2 separate regions of the Danio rerio genome follow, and region 1 is linked to region 2. Evidence: chromatin contacts called from public HiCAR-type data. All regions are on one chromosome and are shown on one strand. The core of a region is the stretch at or near the end of the contact, and the rest is flanking DNA. Distances in the headings are between cores, read along the strand shown. Region 1 overlaps nrp1b (neuropilin 1b). Region 2 overlaps pard3ab (par-3 family cell polarity regulator alpha, b).

The links. HiCAR-type assays count read pairs that join an accessible place to other places.
Region 1: a contact with region 2 is called in a HiCAR-type map of caudal fin, with 6 times the contacts expected there. The contact joins two enhancer-like sites. A contact is called at or near these places in 4 of 18 Hi-C or Micro-C datasets (caudal fin, embryo and hematopoietic stem cells) and 1 of 4 datasets of contacts at active chromatin or transcription factors (caudal fin).

Annotation. Positions count from the first base shown.
Region 1 is chr2:46,669,741-46,676,943 of GRCz12tu, reverse strand. nrp1b (neuropilin 1b) reads right to left here. Exons shown (of 17, transcript NM_205674.1): 11 at 5,364-5,543; 12 at 3,226-3,270; 13 at 1,184-1,330. Among named protein-coding and RNA genes, the nearest start is that of nrp1b, 45 kb to the right of the region's middle. Within about 2 kb of position 4,998, at least 7 of the 62 cell types and tissues checked have an H3K27ac peak or open chromatin away from gene starts, as enhancers often do.
Region 2 is chr2:46,386,534-46,392,879 of GRCz12tu, reverse strand. All of the region lies in intron 2 of pard3ab (par-3 family cell polarity regulator alpha, b), which reads right to left. Among named protein-coding and RNA genes, the nearest start is that of pard3ab, 38 kb to the right of the region's middle. Within about 2 kb of position 3,884, at least 23 of the 62 cell types and tissues checked have an H3K27ac peak or open chromatin away from gene starts, as enhancers often do.

The DNA of each region.
Region 1 (7,203 bases), core at 3,749-6,248, 280 kb before region 2:
CTGTGGCTCAAAGTCCAAAGGGACCATTCAGAGTTTTGTGAGTGACAGGTGAAAAAGAAAATGTCTGTCACGGTATGTGGAGCAGCAGTGCAAACAGCATTAGTAAGTAGCCTACTGTAAGTGCAAAGAAATCACTGGCATGGAGGCATATATTGGGAATGTATTTTGCCTTCAATTCATCCATCCCAACTTGCTCCATCGACAAAATATATGTACATTTACAGAATACAGATTATTTGGTCAGTTAAAACACTGGACCCCTTTTTGGCACTTTTGTCAATTGAATAAAGATTGGAAAGAATTAACACAAATACATATTCAATATATGCTGCATTTAAATACTTTTCCTAACTTTTTCAAAGTTGGGGTTGCTTTTTAGGGATTATGGAAAGTACATTTAGAAATGTATAAATCTAAAGTTTAGGCTAGTCTAATGCAGTGGTTCTCAGTCCCGATATTCTTACATTCTAAATAATGTCCACTTACAGTCGAATGGAACAAACTTCTGAAATGGTTAGAGAAACATACAAATTTCTCTATTTAATGATCTATGAGCATTATCTACAATGCACAGTGCAGGTGGCGTAGATTTTAGGCATGTTGCGTAGGCATGTTTGTATCTACTTTTGCTATTTTAAGGATTGGAAAAATGGACGCACCCAAAGCATGCTATAAAAGGGTTGTCTTTATTCAGGTAACAGGTGTGTTTTGTGCACTAAACCTATCAGAGTCTCATCTACCATTCTCTTTAAGAGTAAGTTGTGGTGTTTCCTGTGTGTGTAATAAGCAACATGCACACACTTTGTGGAACCCCCGATCACTAACAATCTCTTTAAATAACAAAAACAGCACCATTGACATTAGACATTTTTTTTGTCAATAGTGCTGCCTATTACAGTTGCCTCAAAATAACAATGCACCAACAACGCATTTACCAAACTTCCTTTTCACACCGGCATGCTCATTAGTGCACAACTGAGCTCAGATTTATTTGCTATTCAAGTAATGTTGCGCAGAAGATGAAAATTATATCTGCAAGGGGCCAAAACTAGCATAGAAAAAAAACATTTGCGTCATGCCTGCATTGTGCAAGGTTTATAACAAAGCCCAAAATGTACAGTTGGGGCTTTAGAGGATCAGGATTAAGAACTGCTGGTCTAAAGCATGAATCAATTATTCTTACCCGTGTGGTCCAGACTAGGCAGTTTGTGATCGGCATGTTTGCTATTGTTGTTTATATGCCATTCGGCTCCTTCTCCGCCATCTTGGCTCCACCCACAGTAGGATGGATGATCGATCCAGCCAAAGTCACAGGCAAACCAGAGATATGCTAAAAAAGAACAAAAAGGGAAACTTTACAGTCATCCATAGTGCATTTACTTTCCATTCAACCCATCTAAATATGATTAAGTAATCTGCAATAAATAATACAGTGTGTTACTGACCAACCACAGCATCCTATTAGTTGAAGCTTTGCTCAATTTTTCAACAGTAGGTTTAAACCCCACTGGGAAGTAAAGTGACATAAAGCAAGCCTATATCCACCTATAGTGAAATCTGCTAAATCACCAATAACTGCTGGCCATTTGCTCAGCACTGCATTAGGATCTCAAACTCTGACTCCAGTACACCTTGCGATCTTACAGAGAAAGCTACTTTAATTAGGGATGCACGCATTATTGTTGCAGCAGCAACATTGTGATGTTCAAATCCATAATTGTCACATCACAATAGTCCAGTAGAGATCATTGTTGACCAGGAACCACAGTTCAGAATGCATGTGATTTAGGGGTTAATTGCAAAGTTTAAACAACATTTTAAGGTCTGTTACATTCCAAGCGAGTTAAAATATGAGTGCCTTAATTTTGTAGCTTTAATTGAATAAATATTAATTAAGATTAAGTGTATTTAACTTATGCAGTATGGACTACATGGTGTTATTTTACATTTGACTACTTAAGTTATGTCCCATCCCGATTTTCATAGAGGAATAAAAATGGCTATATATTGCAATACCAATTTCCAATTTCATGCAGTATATTTCAATGACTCGTGATTCTTTTCATAATGTACACCCGTTTTCTGGTGCTTATTTAAATTATTATATTGCTTCTTAATTGAGAGGTAATATATTATATTTATGGTATAAGTTATGATCAGTAAAAGAAAATATTGTTATTGTAAGATCATGCATAAAACATTAAAAATAAGTAAGCCTTAAATACTTATCCACATTAACTTTCATAGTAGATAGAATTTCAATGAAAGGCATTAAGGGCAAGAAACTTTTTGGTAAGCCCACATTCTTTAAAACATCTTTAAAGCAAGCAAGGCAATAAATGATACCAGAATCTTCTTTTTTTTACCTAGTGTGGGCGACATGGTGGCTCAGTGTTTAACTCCGTTACCTCACAGCAAGATCGCTGGTTTGAGTCCCAGCTGAGCCAGTTGGCATTTCTGTGTGGAGTTTGCATGTTCTCCTCGTGTTGATGTGGATTTCCTCCGTGAGCCACAGTCCAAAGACATAAGCTATAGGTGAATTGAATTAACTAAATTGGTTATAGTGTATGAGTGTGAGTGAGTGTGTATGGGTGTTTCCCAGTACTGGGTTGAAGGTGAAAGTGTATCCGCTGTGTAAAACATATGCTGTATAAGTTGACATTTCATTCAGCTGTGGCGACCTCTGATGATTAAAGGAACTAAGCCGAAGGAAATCTAATAAGTTCTAGTTTTTAGGAATCACAAACTTGTTTTACATTAAGGATTTAACTTGTTATGCAGGCATTAAAGCTCTTTTAAGAGTAAAACGTGTCATAATTTGGTCATCTAATGCACTGCAGTGTGTTTTAAAATCTTTTTAAAAGTATTTAAAAAGTTCAGCAAATAAAGTTTACAGCATGCACTTACGCTATGCAACACGTGGGGGCAGCAGAGACATTCATGGACCATCACTATGGTAAACGCCAAAGATCTACATATTATTCAGGCTAATGAGGAATCTGTATGCTATGCAAGTACATAAGAAGACTAAAAAAGACATTAGTGATCATCATAATGAAGCTTAAACAACATATAACAATTTATTTTCAAATTATGGCACAATAGAAAGTTACCCATTAAAAGTGTTTTGAGAATCTGGGAACGTTTGAGGTCCAAATGTAGCCTACACCTAATTTTAAGGGAGGACTCTTTTTTTTCACTATTTGTTTTTGTTTAGTTACTCACCAGGTGCTTCTTCCATCTCCAGAAATGGCTCTGACACTGCAGTTTCTATTGAAAACAAAATGCAGAAAGCCTATTCAAGTCAAAGCTATTTCCATACATTTCCCCACATAACGAACCTATATGAATATATATGCGCATATATGAAACCTATATGCAGTATATATGCAGCATATATGATATTATATATGTTGCATATATGTGTATATATGCCACATATAGGCAAAATTGAGGTGCATATGTGCATTTACAGGCCATATAATAGTGCTCTTGTATTGCTTCTTTATATCCACATATAAGTCCTATATGTACATATGATATGAACATATGTCTCCTATATAGCTCATATCTAACTGCGGCACCTGTCATACATGATGTCTAGCTCATATTTTCTATTATAAAGGCAAATGTATGTATTTATGTATGTATGTATGTATGTATGTATGTATGTATGTATGTATGTATGTACGAACACTTGATATCAGCATCACATGTAATTGGCATGTTATGGAATTTAATTATGGCAAATAAGTGAGAGGAGATGGAAAGCCATGATGTCTACACAATTTCCTGAAACATTTATGTCATTTTTCTATTCAGCTTTTTGTCTTATTTTTGTTCTTGGGCTATATTTTTTTCTTGTAGTATTTGATTGTTCTTAATTAAATATAAAAATGTAAATTTCTACATTTTGGGCTTTTATTTATGTTGTCTAGCAGCGATGGATTTTAACAATTTATTAATATATAGGTAAACATATAGGTGAACATATTGATGGACATTTATAGGTACATGTATGCACGTATATATGTATACATATATGCACACATGTGCATATATGTACATATAATATATGAAAACAGCCAATTTTATATATGTAACATATATTAAAAACATATAAAAATAAAAAAATAAAAACATATAGGTTAGTTTCGTGTGGGTAAATTTTAATCACTGGGTCTCATTTTCTTGCCTGAAACTAATATCTCCACAAAAATTAGGATCCAGCTACTTTCCAATAAAAAGTAAATCTAAATTTATGAAAATCTTGAATATGAAAACACATATGCAAACATCACAGATTAATTAATCTCATAACATGCAGTAAGCATCATAAAGTATTTTTAATGAGAGATATTGTCAATATGCTACAGAGGAATGTGGATCTCATTCGTTTTCCTTAGGCTTTTCCCCCTTTTTATCAAGGGTTGCCACAGCGGAATGAACCGCCAACTATTCCAGCATGTTTTAAAAAGCAGGTGCTCTTCCAGCCGCAACCCAGTAGTGGGAAACACCCATACACTCTGGCATTCACACACACACACATTCATTCACTACAGTCAATTTAGTTTATTCAATTCACCTATAATGGCAAACTCCACACAGAAATGCCAACTGGCCCAGCTGGGACTCAAACCAGCGACCTTCTTGCTGTGAGGCCACAGTGCCGCTGGAATGCAGATCTATTTATTCAAATTACTAACCTATGACATGCAGGAACTAATTTTAAATACTCAAAATTCATTAAAATGTCAACTAAGTTAGGAGCATGAGCGGACTCACATGCTATGCATTAGCCAGATATGTTTTTTTGTTCTACTCTGCATAGATATGAAATTATTCATGCAGTGATTACTGAATGAGAGCTACTGTCTTGGTTTTATTGTGTGTTTGAGATGGTAAATGTGTTTTTGTGTTTGGGTAATCTGATAGGTCACAGTCTCCTGCTGTTTGTGTGTAACCTACAGGTCGTAGCATGTAGCTATTTTGCTAAGCGTACGTAACCTGCAGGGTCGTAGTTTCACCACGTGGGTGTTTGTGTTTGTAACCTTTTGGGTCACAGTCTATGTGTGGATGTTTGTGTGTGTGAGGTTTCACTTTCCTTATGAGGACTTTAGTGTCCCACTGTGACAGTAAAACTAGAAATGAACAACATTACAGAGACCTCCCAGTATCTGTTATAAAAGCAGCTTAATAAAGAGAGTAAATAATGGCTTAATTAAAATCTAAAAATACCTTAAGGTCTCTCAAAGGAGCTGGGAGTGGAGTGTTATGGTTAAGCTAACATAATTAGCTCAATATTAAAATGATAGATGGTAATGACAGGCTATCAAATGTGAATGTATGTGCATGAATATAACCTGTTGTGTCGTAGTCTGTCAATGCATCACTATGGCAGTTTCCATCATCATCATCGCAATTCTCTGCCGTTGTTGGAAAAGTGGTAGTTGTTGGGATGTTTCCTAGTAGCATACTAGCGCTAGTGACTGTAGCTGCTGTAGTCTCCATAGTAGTGGCAAGAGGAAGAGGTGTTGTGGGCTCTGAAACGAGACCAAGAATATATAGATATTTTAGTTATCTGATGTTTTTACAAGTAATATACCATTATACATATTCATGGTAACCCTTGTGTGCTGTTGGGGGTGTTTTTATCCACTCTGGGGTGATTTTGAGTCTTAAATTGGCCACAAATTTCCAATCTTATTTGACCAATCTTATTTTGACTCATATTTTGAGAAAACTATTTTAAACAAATTAAATAATTCAACAATACACATACAAATTAGCCCTTTCATTATGTTTGTGACTGTTTTTGCCCCATTGACTTCCATTATAATGACATTTTTTGACTGCAAAGCCATGACACCGTACAAGCATGCATTCTTGATTGTTGCTGGTTTTCCCTGTTGGGAGGAGTTAAAATTTTTAATTATTACTTTTCTTGATATGTCTGAGAAAATCAAAATAGGCAGCTCAGCTATCAGAACACAGTAAGTGTATTTATGCACACACACACAAACACACACTATGGGCTCTATTTTGACGATCCATGCGCAAAGTCCAAAGCGTAGAGTGAAAACGCATTAAGGGCGTGTCAGAATCCACTTTTGATATTTTAAGGACGGAAAAATCCGCTTTGCGCCGTGGCGCATGGTCTAACAGGGTTGAGCTTATTCTCTTAATGAGTTATAGATGTGTTTTGAAGATAAACCAATCAGAGTCTCATCTCCCATTCCATTTAAGAGCCAGTTGCGTCGAGCCATAGCGCATTTGCTATTTACATGATAGACTTTGTAAATGGAAAAACTGAGCGTTTTACTGTAAGAAAACAGTCAAACAGAGCATCTACAGCAGGGGTCTCAAACTCAATATACCTGGGGGCCGCAGGAGGCAAATTCTGGGTGAGTCCTCAAATGTCATTATTAACAGTTTTAATTATTTCTTCTGAACATGAAGTGTCCTGAACATTAATAGAACATTGAGTGAAGATTATGAACAGTTCTTCTGAACATGGCATCTTTTGCCTAATTCTTGCTGCCAGAGACTGGACAGCGCTTCTTCTCACAAATCTGAACCACATTTGGCTTTAGAGCGGAAGCAGTTGAGACCCTCAGTATGCCTTGAAGATGATCATCATTAAGTCTAGACCTGTCTAGACTCACTCAAAACTTCCATTCCCTCACCTAAAAAAAAAGGCGTATACATGTATAAATAAAACACCCCCACCCCACTCCAGTCACATCAGTCTGTACCAGTCTGTATCTACCTATAATATATATAAGATGCAGGCTGTAGCTGGGTAGGTGGCAGGCTGCAGATAGGTAGCTAAGTGGCAGGCAGGGGCGGGGACAGCTTACCTTGGTTCTGGCCGGCGCGAGTTCCCTCCTAACACTTCCCGCCCGTCACAGCGTCTAACAAAGGGGCGGGGTGCGTGGTGACGTCACCGGCATCCCCGCCCCTTTGTTTACACGACGGGCGGGGAATGCCAGTGAACGCTGTGTACGAATAGAATCAGCAGAGCGGGGAGCGCTCTTTCTCCCCGCTCCGCTGATTCTGTCAGTGTACAGCGGTCGGCGCGGGCCACAAAATATTGCACTGAGGGCCACAAATGGCCCGCGGGCCGCAAGTTTGAGACCCCTGATCTACAGCGTGAGAATGAGAGATGAGCCTCCTCATTCTTTACTTTCACTTTCACTCTCG
Region 2 (6,346 bases), core at 2,635-5,134:
CCTCCAAGCATTTCACAATGACTCTAAAAACAAGAACTCACTGACCCACCGACACAAATCACCTCTTGCAAACACACTGGAGGTCAGCAGAACTTTGTGAGCGCCAAAAGTGCTAACAGGAAGTTCCCATGAGAACATTTGTATTCTTCCTGTGAGGATATTTGTTTCCTCTCTTTAAAAGGCTGTGATCTTTGAGCTTCACAATCTGTTGGGACGCATCTCAATCTGACATACACACTAGCACTGTGACCTGCAGTCTAGTTTATCCATAACTGATCAAATGACTCAGAGCAAAGAAGATGAGACCACAGTTCACCTTCTGCTGGATAGATTGATAAGGCTGAAAAACCTATTTGGATGAACTATATTTCAAGAACAGCACAAGAACACACAATCACGTGTCCCATCAGATTTAGCTTCATGTAGTACACTGTAAAAAATAAACCCTAAAATTTACGGTAAAAAAACAGCAGCTGTGGTTGCCAGTACTTTACCATTAAAAACACGGTACAAACCGTAAAAGTAATTTCTCATTTTTACGGTAAACTACCGTTTTTTATTAATTTATAGAGGTAATATGTCTGAATTTTAAATGACCAACATCTACACATCTTTTGTTGCACAGTTAGATACGTTAGCACACCCACATGCAGGTAGTGATGAGGAAGTTACATAATGAGCCAATGCTCATCACAATCAACTTTTCCCACAAGCAGAAAAGAGTATCAGCATTAGGGGTGTCACGATTTTGATTTTTAATCGAAATCGATAGAAATTTATGCTCAATTTCGATTATCGAATCAAAAAATAGAATCGTCGATGCTGCCACGCCCCCATGTCACGTCAGAAAAAAACAGGCTTGTTGAAGTGCTTGTTAAACTGCAGAAGCAGGAGACCCGTCGACAAAAATTAAACCCTCTCCTCTTTCAATGAAGTCGCCGGTGTGTAAGCATTTTGGATTTCCAGTGAGTTATGTTGACAACGTTCGTGTTGTCGACAAAAAAAACACAGTTTTGCAAGCTCTGCTATGTACATATTACGTACGGTTCGTCCGATAGACAACACCGGCATCGCCATCCTCTGTCCGCCCCCGTTGCAAATCTGCTCGCGAAAAGTACACTCAGGCCCTGTTTACACTGTCTTTGTTTTTAAATGGCATTTTAGAACGACAACGATTTGACATCCACAATGGCGTGTAGCATTTCTGAGCAGCCTTCCTTCCTCTATACCTCTGAAAATGCACATCACGTGACCACAGACACAGACGCACACACAGCCTTGCGCTCGAGACAGCAGGTCCAGGCAGTCAGAGGACTGCTTCAATCTTTCACTCACTTGTACTTTGTCATTTTAGCGAACACCTCAGATACTGTTGGCTGGTTCCTGTTGGTTGTGCGTCTTTTTTACCGACGCCATTATAATGACACAGATCACTGCCTATTCAAGAGTCCCGCAGAAAAAGTGATTGACAGGTGGTAATTATGTCTGTATCTTGCCTTTATTCATTTACTGTATGATTTGTTTATGGGTAAAACAAAGACCATCCAGGTCAGGTAGTTTAAACGGTAGGCTACAAATAATTAATTGGTCATTAATTAATTATTCATAATCAAAAATCGAATCGAATCGTGCCTTTAGAATCGAAAATGTAATCGAATCGAGGATTTGGAGGATCGTGACACCCTTAATCAGCATATAGAAGGTTCTCAGAGTCATATACACAGCTACTAAACACCAGTATGGTAACACGCATAAAATTAAAGTCATGAAATAAACATTGTTTATCAACATTAGATGTAACATAAATCTATAATGTACATAACTGATGGGGAAACAACTAAAAAGATCCATATTAGTGTCAACAAAATGCATAAAAAGTTATGTGCCATGCAGGGAATTGTGGGAAAGTCAATTTACGGTTATTCGCCGCATATATTAAGGAAACATACCGTTTACCAGGTTACGGATTTGTACTGTAGCATTTTTACAGTTTTTTACAGTTGAAATCTAGGCCATTTTTTTACAGTGTAGTTGATTCATAATGTATAACAAAAAGCAGCAATGAACACAACTCAGGTTTAAAATGATCAGCATTCACAAGGGCTGGCTGAAAAATATTGGTTCTTTGAGAAATTATTTTCTCAGGTCCATTAAATTATTAGAAAATAATGCAATTCAGCCATTAACACTTAAAATAAACTAAGATAGATGGTGTACATTATATTCTAATAATCCGTCAGACTAGAGTCAATTATTCCACGTATACTACACCTAAAGACATTGTTCAGATGCTGCCTTTCAGCCCTGTTTGTTGAGTATAATTATAATTTAGTTTATATTTAATCCACAACACAACCCAAGAGCAAACTAGGGTACTCTGTGGCTTAAACATAGCTCGCTCACTCCTTCTAGCTAAAATAAACCATTATCAGGCTGTGATCATGTGGAGGAGCAGCAGCCAGTGTTTCAGAGTGCATACATTTTCCGCAGAATTGGGCTACTTTTTATCTGTGTCCACAGGTTGTTTAATTATGTGGATTGTCCCCAATAATTTTAAATATATTTGTTGTGTGTTTTTTGTCCCGTCTCTGTCATTCTGTTGCACTGTAGAAGCTTTGTCTCGAAAACAAATTCCTTGTATGTGTGAATATACCTGGCAATAAAGCTCTGTCTTATTTATTTTTTTAAAAATCTGTGAAAGCATGAACATTAAATCTTATATTGTTGTGATCACCGTCTTCTAGGCTAAAGGCTGATTTATACTTCTGCGTCAAACGCCGGCGTATGCTACGGCGCAGACCCATAGCCCTTCGCCGTGGCTGTCGGCGTCACTGACGTGCACCTCTCAAAAACTGTAACTACACGTCGCAACAACGCGTAGCGCAAGCTCTGTGATTGGTCGGCTTGGTAGTGCTGACGAGTCTGGGCAAGACCGAGATGGCGCGAGCTGGACGCGAGCACAATGGAGCGATTGTTTACTAGTGTGGAGTCCCGTGAAGGAGCTCCTGATGGAAAGTTTTGTTTTGTGTTTACCTCATAGTTAAAGTTGTTGCACGTCCGCCGGTTCCTGCCTTAAAATGAGCGTGTTAGAGCCACTTGTACATCCAGGAAGTGTTCAGCAAAAGCAAAACAGAAGCGAAGAAACTCGACACAGGGGAACATTTACACCTCACTGCCAACTAGCGTTTCGGAAGTGTTAATGCAGACTGACAGAGACAGCGCGCAGAAGTATAAATGCACAGCTGCACAGCTGCGCGCGTTGCCTGCACCGTGAGTTATGCCGGTCACTTGACGCAGAAGTATAAACCAGGCTTTAGTTGTAACAGGGTGTTACAATTTAGCCACACACTGTTTGACACCAATTAAACTAACAAAATAATTTTTAGCAATTTTAAGCAAATTGTTGAGAAGTTTTTAAATAAAAATGTTTTTAATAGAAAATATTTTTTTAATAGAAAAGAAATTATTTTATTGCCAATAACGCAAATAAATGCATTGTACAATATTGGATATTTGGATAATAATGGAAATAGATTTAAATGTGTTTATCCAATAAACAAATAAATACATAAACATAGTTTGCTATGTAGAATAAAAAAAGAAATGAGCCAATTACTGAGGAAATATAGCAACTATTTAAAGAAAACAGAAATTAACTGTGTGAAATCTGCATTTGTAAGCATGCGTTTCTTACAACTAAACATTGATATATCATAAACCTACAAAATCTAGATTTGATTTCAAGGGTTTTATGTTTGCTGTGTATTGTGCCTAACAACATCCCGTAACCCATATAAACCACCGTCACTGTAAACACACTCTTGACAGTCTCTCGCGCGGCTCATTGCTTCAGTCCCCCATGAGGCCTGTTGCTCACGGAGACGTGTGTGTTTGAGACGCTACACAACCATGACACATACGTGCCCGGATTCATCAGCAGATCTCTGCCACAATCTCATCATGTGGTCAGAAATGAACTCAACATGACTTTTCAAACACTTCCTGTTAAGACGCCGCCGCTCACACTTCCTTAAGCCTTGAGGAAAAACATCCACACTAACAAACCGTCCACACATAAAGCAGCTTGTTTAGATGCTTCAGTGTCCTGTTTATAAGCGGTAAGCTCTTCCTGTAGAGGATAGAGGACGTTTCACAGCAAGGGCCGAGAAACACTGACATAAAAGAGCCTTTGTGTCGCTTAATACCTGACGCACACAAGCAGTGTTATTGTTTTAAGATGAGTAATGGTGAAAACATTAAGTAGAGAATGAATGGGGGAGAGGGAGAGAGAGAGAGAGAGAAGGTGATGCATATATTTAAAATTAAATCTTTGGCGTCCTCTAGTGGCCTCTAGCAGCACTGCAGAAAGATTTTCAAGACTTGTAACATGTAGTCCAAGTTTAAATGCGTAATGTACAAGATAGCAGGCTAAGAGTAGATGTAAGATACCAATGTTCATAGAGGACATTATTATAATTATTTATTATCATTATTATTATTATTATTATAATTATTATTATTATTATATGATATATATATATATATATATATATATATATATATATATATATATATATATTATATTATAGTCTTTTTTAATAATAATATAGGCTTATTAAAACAACAGTATGAAAGAGAAATACTTGATCTCTTAACCCATGATTTTAGTTATTCATCTGTATATGAACTACATAATTTTAAACACATTTATTTTTTTCGCCTCACAGCGAGAAGGTTGCTGGTTCGAGTCCTGGCTGGGTCAGTTTGCGTTTCTGTGTGGAGTTTGCATGTTCTCTCTGTGTTTGCGTGGGTTTCCTCCAGGTGCTCCGGTTTCCCCCACAGTCTAAAGACATGCGCTATAGGGGAATTGAATAAACTGAATTGGCCGTAGTGTACGAGTGTGAGAATGTATGGGTGTATCCCAGTGCTGGGTTGCAGCTGGAAGGACATCCGCTTGTTAAACATATGCTGGATAAGTTGGCGGTTCATTCCACTGTGTCGAGCCCTTTTTAATAAAAGGACTTAGTCTAAATAAAATTAATAAATGAAAGAACGAACCTTTAAAATTTTTTATAATTTAATTAATAAATAAATGTTTTTTACAGACTGAGAGATTTAAGGAACAGTTTATTTTTCTGTGGTAAACTATTTACATAAATATGTGAAAATTATAATATTTTAAAAATACGCACAAGCTCAAATGAGAGGTTGGAAATGCTTTTTATGTGTGTGTGTGTGTGTGTGTGTGTGTGTGTTTTTAAAATAAAATTGTCTCTTTAATGCAACAAAAAATTAATGCAACAAAATACAGGAATACAATTTACTTAAAAACTTGCAAATGTTTTTACATTCTTCTATTTCTTTTAATCATCAATGTTTAAAAAATGCTTACCGTTTAATATTTAGTTTAACAATTGTTTGTATAATATATATATATATATATATATATATATATATATATATATATATATATATCACTGGTGGGACACTAGATGAATGGATGGATAGACAGACAGACAGACAGACAGACAGACTGACAGACAGACAGACAGTCAGACTGACTGACTGACTGACTGACTGACTGACTGACTGACTGACTTGATTGAGTACTTTTTTATTAACACATTTAGTACAAATATTGTCTTTATTTTGTTTTGTACAATATTTTTATTATTTCAGACATTAATCTGTATTTTTGGGTTAGCATGTTAGGGTGTTTTAGTAAATATTCTAGAGATGTACAAACACATTTAGCAAAAACTAAACAATGTGACACATTTATATTATGATTTAGCTCACTAAAATATACTTAAACCAAAACCAACATTATGGCAAACCACTAGATGATGATGATAAATGATTCAGAACTACAGTAAGCCTGTGTTTTCAGTGATTGTGTGTATATCTGAAAATCATTATCTGATTACCACAAAGAAATCCAAACTTGTTGAAGGATTATCAACTCCAGCCAGTCCACACTTTTGTTGTACTGTTGTATAACTATAGTTAGAATGAGTCACACAAAAAGCCACATTAAAGCACCACAGCAGCACTTCCTGTTTGCGGACTGCGTTTCCTGTCAGCGCAGGTGCAGTTACTCAGTCAAAATCTGTGCAAAACGCCAGAAGGATGTGACCTAAACACCTTTTTATGGTCAAGCGAGACATGATCCGCTATAAATATGGAGGTATGATCTCAGGCTCAGATGGCAAGTGTGTTTTCTTTCACACAGAGAACTAAAATAACGTGTGCGCACACCCAGACACACCCACCACATCAAACACACAACTGCGTGCTGGAGAAGTGTCTGTGGTCTCGGTAAGCCGATATCATCTGTTCTGGCTCA